2 separate regions of the Sus scrofa genome follow, and region 1 is linked to region 2. A link is a contact called in public HiChIP or PLAC-seq data. All regions are on one chromosome and are shown on one strand. The core of a region is the stretch at or near the end of the contact, and the rest is flanking DNA. Distances in the headings are between cores, read along the strand shown.

What was found. HiChIP or PLAC-seq counts read pairs in DNA pulled down with a chosen protein or histone mark.
Region 1: an H3K27ac HiChIP or PLAC-seq map of alveolar macrophages shows a contact between it and region 2. The contact joins the promoter of LOC102162202 here to the promoter of OTUD7B in region 2. A contact is called at or near these places in 1 of 5 promoter capture datasets (liver) and 1 of 2 datasets of contacts at active chromatin or transcription factors (alveolar macrophages).

What each region holds. Positions count from the first base shown.
Region 1 is chr4:99,187,689-99,191,384 of Sscrofa11.1, reverse strand. It overlaps LOC102162202 (histone H2B type 2-E), which reads right to left and starts at 1,880. Exons shown (of 1, transcript XM_013997205.2): 1 at 159-1,880. The coding sequence starts at 1,784. The coding sequence ends at 1,404. It overlaps LOC100624086 (histone H2A type 2-A-like), which reads left to right and starts at 1,971. Exons shown (of 1, transcript XM_003355215.5): 1 at 1,971-2,641. The coding sequence starts at 2,009. The coding sequence ends at 2,530. LOC102161782 (histone H3) reads left to right here and starts at 3,663. Exons shown (of 1, transcript XM_021089926.1): 1 at 3,663-3,696.
Region 2 is chr4:99,052,611-99,056,285 of Sscrofa11.1, reverse strand. It overlaps OTUD7B (OTU domain-containing protein 7B), which reads right to left and starts at 1,860. Exons shown (of 12, transcript XM_001925669.7): 1 at 1,546-1,860.

The sequences.
Region 1 (3,696 bases), core at 631-3,130, 140 kb before region 2:
GCCCCAGTGACTTGGGCCCTAGGGCTGAAAGGATTCAGTGGGAAGATGTAGGGTTTTAGGGACAGATAAGTTAAGGATCTGGTGGCCTTTGAATTGTTATAGGAAACACTGCTTTTAAAGAGAAGGAGACTAAACTGTACCAAGGAAAGTACAAATAGTTTTAAGGGAAAGTAGTTTTAATAATAAAAGCTGCCAATGAAGTCTCCGGAGGACATTTTATGATCAGCAGGCCTAAATTCTTGAAATCCCTAAACAGCTATAAACCCTCTTTCCTCTTCCCTTTCTTACGCAGATTACAAAATAGCAAAACTATAACTCTAAGGAATCGTGTATAGGTATCAGCATCTGGGCAAAGAGGATTTACTATAGGTAACAATATCCCTCAAGTATTATCTTATATTGACAGTGTTGACATCTTGAATTTGAGCAAAATATATTCAGTGTACACTCCTGAAAGGAATACCAAAGTAAGTTAAGAAGTGTGTGTAGACTAAAAATTACTTCAACCACCGTGTGGGTGAAAAATGCTGACTGCCATGTCAATAAAACATGTTGTGGCCATCAAGGCCTTAGTCACTGCAGCCACTCAACTGTGCACCCTGAGGGGAATCAGGATGGAGAAAAATAGAATACTGGCCCTAGATAGTTAAGGTGCATACCAAAGGAATAATTTCAATCAGCCTACTCTTGTATATTCCCATACAAAGAAAAGTGCTAAACTCTTGATTTTTCTTTTTTTAATTATTAGTCTTTTGTTCAACTACCTGGTTTGTTTTTGCAAAACTCCTATATGTCTTGGCTCCCCCTTGAGCAATCTATCTCCCGGCTGTCTACTGAGATTAAGTCCTCAGCAAGGATGCCAAATAAAACATAATTCTCAGCTTTCAAGTTATGGGGTTTTTGTTTGTTTTCAGTCAACATACGGAATCAATATAACCAAGTGCACTATAGGTTTTCTGTAAGCGCTGGGGCATGGTCTCTAGCATTGCTTTGTATTTTTACAATAACATTACATCTGGTTTCCTGAACTCAAAAATGCTTTTACAAAGTACTGACCAAATCTAACAGCTACAAGGTAAACACTGGTTAACTATTCTTTCTCAAAATTCATTACCACCCATCTCTCACCTTTTCACTGTGATGAAAAGCAAGTTGCCTGTAAATGAATGAACACTTACTCTAGCTAGATCTCAACCTATCTGTAAAATTTGGACCTATGCTGGTCATTCATGAGAAGGGAAACGCAGATCTTCAATAAGTTATACGTGGCACAAAAAGAACAGCTTATGAAAACGAAAACAAGATGACAGCTTCTTCCATTGAGAAGATGGGTGGCTCTGAAAAGAGCCTTTTGGAGTCAAGCGACCCGGCGATCGGGCGAGCGCCACTATCCCGGCAGGGACTCACTTGGAGCTGGTGTACTTGGTGACCGCCTTGGTGCCCTCGGACACGGCGTGCTTGGCCAGCTCGCCGGGCAGCAGCAGGCGCACGGCCGTCTGGATCTCCCGGGACGTGATGGTCGAGCGCTTGTTGTAATGAGCCAGGCGGGACGCTTCGCCCGCGATGCGCTCGAAGATGTCGTTGACGAAGGAGTTCATGATGCCCATGGCCTTGGACGAGATGCCCGTGTCCGGGTGCACCTGCTTCAGCACCTTGTACACGTAGATGGAATAGCTCTCCTTGCGGCTGCGCTTCCGCTTCTTGCCGTCCTTCTTCTGGGCTTTGGTGACGGCTTTCTTCGAGCCCTTCTTGGGCGCCGGGGCGGACTTGGCGGGCTCAGGCATAACGGCAGACACCAGCTGCAAAGGACAACCGGGAACGCAAAGGCAACAACTACACGGAGGCTACCGGAAGCGACTCGGTACTTATAGAGGCCGTACGCAAATGAAGGCTTGGGTTCCGCCGCGTTGCGATTCGCGAGTTTTCAGTGGCTCTGCTGCGAGGGGAGACGAGGTTATGTAAATGAGTGGATTCTGGTTGCGCTATCCTATTGGCCACCGGGACACAGATGTGCTCTAGCCAATCAACGTGCTCCGTAGCCAATCGCCGCTCTGCCTATAAAAAGGTGAAGCGGGGCCGTTTAGGGCGACTTTCTCGGTCACCTAAGCGGGAGCCGGTTGCAGTGAGTGTCGTTGTCATGTCTGGTCGTGGCAAACAGGGAGGCAAGGCCCGCGCAAAGGCCAAGTCCCGTTCGTCCCGCGCAGGTCTGCAGTTCCCCGTAGGGCGGGTGCACCGCTTGCTGCGCAAAGGCAACTATGCCGAGCGGGTGGGGGCCGGCGCGCCCGTCTACATGGCGGCGGTGCTGGAGTACCTGACCGCGGAAATCCTGGAGCTGGCGGGCAACGCGGCGCGAGACAACAAGAAGACGCGCATCATCCCCCGCCACTTGCAGCTGGCTATCCGCAACGACGAGGAGCTGAACAAGCTGTTGGGCAAAGTCACCATCGCCCAGGGCGGCGTCTTGCCCAACATCCAGGCCGTGTTGCTCCCCAAGAAGACGGAGAGCCACCACAAGGCAAAGGGCAAGTGAGGCCGGCATCCGGAAGCCCACCCAGCCCCGTCCGGAAGGGGCACCTGTGAAATCAAAGGCTCTTTTCAGAGCCACCCACTCTTTCAAATAAAAAAAAGAGTTGTTACACTAGCCAGCTTTCTCCTTAACTCCACCCTTGGTAGTAAGCACGGAGGTGGGCGGAGGGAGTGCCGTTTGCCCTCTACTCCCTGCCGTTCCTCACTCGCCTCTGGAACTAGGTGCTTTAGCCGTTATTTTGCTGGGAAGCGGGTGCGGGTGGGAGTGTGGCAAATCCTAGGATCTAATTAACGCAGGTAGAGGTAGCAAACCTTGCTTGGGCGAGCCAGGGTCGACTCGGCTGCTGAAAGTAAGCAGTACCAGGCGGCCGCGACGCTCTATCTCGAAGTCGGATGCCCGGTGAGCAACTGCAGTTACTTCCCAAGCCTCTGCCCAACACCTGAGGTCTAGCACCAAGGGGACGTTCCCTCGCACACGCGCACGCCCCGTACACCCCAGTCGGTTAGGGGATAAAGACGGTTTTCGGGAGCGTAGCGGACGTGGGTTTTGGCTTGAGCCCACCGTCTTTGGAAGGGGAGTGGGGGGAGTGAGGAGGCGCCTTCGCGGCGGGGATGGGGATAACAGGTCCTGAGGCTCTCGGAAGTGGAGTCTTGCTCCCGGAGAGGGCGCAGATAACCTTCCGATCCGAAAAGCACCAAAGGGCCGGGGGGCGGGGGGGGGAAGATCGGCCAGACTAGCAGCTAACCTAGGGGGTTCTGACAAGGTAACAAGGCGTTCAGGGGGCGGGGGTTCGGTCCGGGAGGTAAAAAGCGTGGAAAGGAGGCGGGCATCGGGGGTAGCGTGTTCTAAGGGAGCGAAGGGCTGAAGAGGAACGTTCTGACACAGTCGCGCTCAAAAATGACTCTCGCCGGGAAGAAAGGAAAGACGAGGCCGGGAAAACTGCTGGCAAACTGGAAAGTAGAAAGGGAGGGAGGGAGGGAGGGTGGGGGGCGGGCGGAGGAGGATTCTGCCCAAGCCAATCAGTGGCGCTAGGGCTGGTGAGGTCACAGCCAATAGAGAGCCAGCGCGGGACTTTCAATTATTGTCCCGCCCAATCGGGACAAGCCTGTGCCTATAAAGACTGCTGCGGCGGGCGTCCCCCTGGTTACTCTCCCTTCGCTGCGCTGGTA
Region 2 (3,675 bases), core at 611-3,110:
GCCACTAACTCAGGGAGGTGCTCCAAAGCATGCTGGGTAGCTAGTGGAAATTAGAACAGACTGGCATTCGGCTTCCAGATGAGCAACACCATTTCATTTATTTTACAGTACTGTTCAGCTTTCAAAATATCAACAGACTAGCACAGCAGGTTGATTACTAAACTTGAAAAGAAAGGCTCAAAGAACAATGAGGACAAAGAGTATAATTGTTTGCCTATAATGTATTCATTTGTAAATTATGCAAAGCAAATGTTTAATTACTAGTCTCATTCTCCCTAACCACCCAGCGTACGTCCTGTTGTCTTCTCCATCCCATCAGGAATACAATCCCATTTACTGGGAAGGAAATTTTCTGGTTTTTAGATTAGCTACCTTTTTGGACTAGCCTTACCACTACCTCTTCTCTCTACTTTGTCCTTTCTCACTTTAGAAATAGGTTGAAAGACAAAGGGCGCCAGCGTCCTCCAAGATCTAAATACAAAGTATGAGAAGCCAAAGACTGAACAATTACCAGCTTCTATATTTTCTAAAAAGTATTTTATGCATATATGTACTAAAACGAAAAGTCCTGCTAATTTTTGTTTTTGCATTCATGAAAACTCCCTGAAGAGCTCGGGAGAATCTCAACATAAAATTTCACCAGTTTCTTTTAACTTAATTTTTATATCTGTACTCTGCCCAGAGAAGCAACCGAAGTTCTAGAGACAGACTACCAAGGCATAGACGGAAAGAGGGGGTTAGAAAAAAAGAGAGAGGGAAAGAAAGAGGGAAAGAGAGAGACTCAGAGCGCTGTTCCTTGTGAGCCGACAAGCTAAAAATACGCCGGCCCAGTAAACAAATCCCATTCCATCCCGACCAGAGCCACACCGTTAACCTAGTAATTATGAGAAGAGGAGTGAGATCACGCAGCCCCCGGCTTACTCATCATCAGCTTCTAAAGTTTCCATCGGGCTCACAGCAACTTTTCTTTTTTCTAAAGTTCATAAGCCTACCGTAGAATCAGTCATTCTCCCTCCCTCCCTCTCACACTCACACACACACACACACACACACACACACACACTTCTTTTTCGCTCCCTTCCTCCATTACTGGACGCACCTCAGTTTGGCTATCCTTAAGGGAGAACAAGCTTGTTTTCATTCTACTTTTATATTGAGACTTTAAAATGAACTTTATCCTACTATGAGAGTAGTAGCCTGCACTCCTAACCACCTTAAAAGTCCACCATCCCTCTCCGAAAGTCTAGCTGATAAGGGAGGACCGTCCGAACTGCCCAGCAGTTGAGGAAGGGAGGCCAAGAATGGGGAAGGAGGGCTGGATCGCGGGACGCAGGTGAAAGGGAGGAGTAACGAGGGAAAGGTTGGGACGAAGCAAGGCACAGTAAGGGCGAGGAGGGGGTGCCGAGAGGAGAAGGCTCTGGGTGAAATATAATCAGAAAGGAGAAGAGGGACCGTGGCGATCAGAGGGTCAGAGTTTGGGAGTCTGAAGAGGCGGGAGGGGCGGGGGCAGACGGGGGAGGGTGACAGGGAGGGGGGCTCCGTTACCCTCGCGACTCCCGGGGCAAGGCCCTAGGCCGGGGCGGAGCGCGGGGCCCGGCTGCCTCTCCTCATTCCACGGCAGTGACCCCGGGGTCCGGCCGGCCCCTCCCCCGACGACGATGGAGTCGGAGGCGGCGGCGGAGAATGCGACCGCGGTTGTTGCTCCGCACAGGATCAGGAGCTGGAGCCAGACGGGACTGATCCGGACTGGCCTCCCCCAGTGGCTTTTTGCCTGCTCCACACTCGGTCGCCACTCTGACTCCGGCGGCTGGTTCAGGATCGTTGGTTTTCGGCCGTCCGGCCGGAAACAAACGCCGGTTTCCGGCCGGAGCGGGTTGGTGGTGACACCCAAGCGGCCCCGGGCCTCCTGCGCCCCGCCTCGCCCCGCCCGGCCCCGCCCCTTGGGAGCCCCGCCCTTAGCGCCGCTCCCTCGGCCTAGGCCAGTTTGGCGCTTGCCCGGAGCGTGACCCCGTGTTTTCCTGGCGCGTGTTCCCAAAGCCCCTGGTCTGCAGAGTTCTTGAACCAGAGCTGGAGAGGTACAGGGTATACCCTCGAGACTTTGAGGTGGAGTCGTTTGGACACAGCCCTTTGGGAAGCAGAGAGAGGAGGGGTAGTTCTAGGAAGGTGAGAGGGATGAGAATACTTTAGAAAGAGAAGACTGAAATTCTAGTTACTCTACGCAATCACTCTGGACTGACCAGAGGGAAATGAACAACGCTTCTTCCAGACCCGTCTCCACCCAGTTATGCACGCTTCATCCACTCATGAACTGAACATACCTTTCCCTATAAACACTCAATATTTATTTACTTGCCTAACGAGGATACCCTATTGACATTTCTGCCTTAGACTCTTAGCCCAATCAAAACAAGTTATGTAGTGCTTTTTTTGGTAATGCCTTTTAACAGCCTTGCAGCATAGTTCAATTCTCAAATACTAATTGAGTCCCTACTATGTGCAAGGCACTGTGCTCATTGATATTGGGAACACAAAAATGATTGACAAAATCCCAGGCATCAAGGATCTTAACACTTTAGTAAAATGCATCAAACTATTACATAAGGCGGAACTCTTATCAGTGCTGTGTGGGTTATAAAGACCTATGACTGTGAGAACATAACCTTTGCCTGACACACAGCAAACCTCCCATATTTGTTGAATGAATAAAGATTTGAAGAATGTGGACAGTTTCAAGTAAGAAGAGCCATTTCGTTAATACCTCTTTATGACAAACACAAAATGGGACCAGTCCCTGCTATAATCTGACCAAATAAATCCAAAATTTTAATTCATATTCCTAACATTGTGACAACTGGCTTGCATGTTCAAAATGTTTATTATCTAAATTGTGCTCCTTAGGCCTATTTAAAAGCAAATATTATAGTCAACTTTTCTGTCCCCTCATTAGATTCTGAAGTCCTCAGTTTCTAAAGGGAAGCCGTTTAGAATTACCCAGCTCAAGATAGAAAATTGACATCTGAAACAGGAAACTTCCTAGACAGCTATGTCTCTTGGGAATATCCTGAGTTTAGAGGTAAGGATTTAGGGCTGGGCCTAGGGTCATACCAAGGCCCAGCAGGAAAGAGTGCCTTGCATGAAGCATGCCCAGGAAGCATGCTCTGGGTTGGCAGGCAGAGCCATTTGGTCTGGGCTTCAAGTATATGGGAACTACAAATTTTAGGTATTGTTCAGTGGCAAATTTGAGGAGGAGTAGAATGAGGCTTGATCACCTAAATTAATTGTCACCAAACTCTGTTGATCACTTCCACCCCTTGCCAGCTAAGTCTGAGGTGAGAGGAAAAGCCCACAGGTAAGGAGCCTCAAAAATCCAAAGCTGGAGTTCCTGCTGTGGCGCAGTGGATTAAGAACCTGACTGCAATGGTTCAGATCGGCGTAGAAGTATGGGTTTGATCCCTGGCCCTGTGCAGTGCGTTAAAGGATCCAGCTCAAATTCAGTCCCTGGCCCGGGAACTCCCATATGCCACAGGTGTGGACATTGAAGAAAAAAAAAGAAATCTAAAACTGTCTTGTTTCACCAAGGCTGTCCCAGGACCAGGTTATGCCCATCCATTAACTATGTCTTTTTAGTTTTAACTCCACTACTGCAGGCTGATTAGGACCAGGTATGGAGTTCAA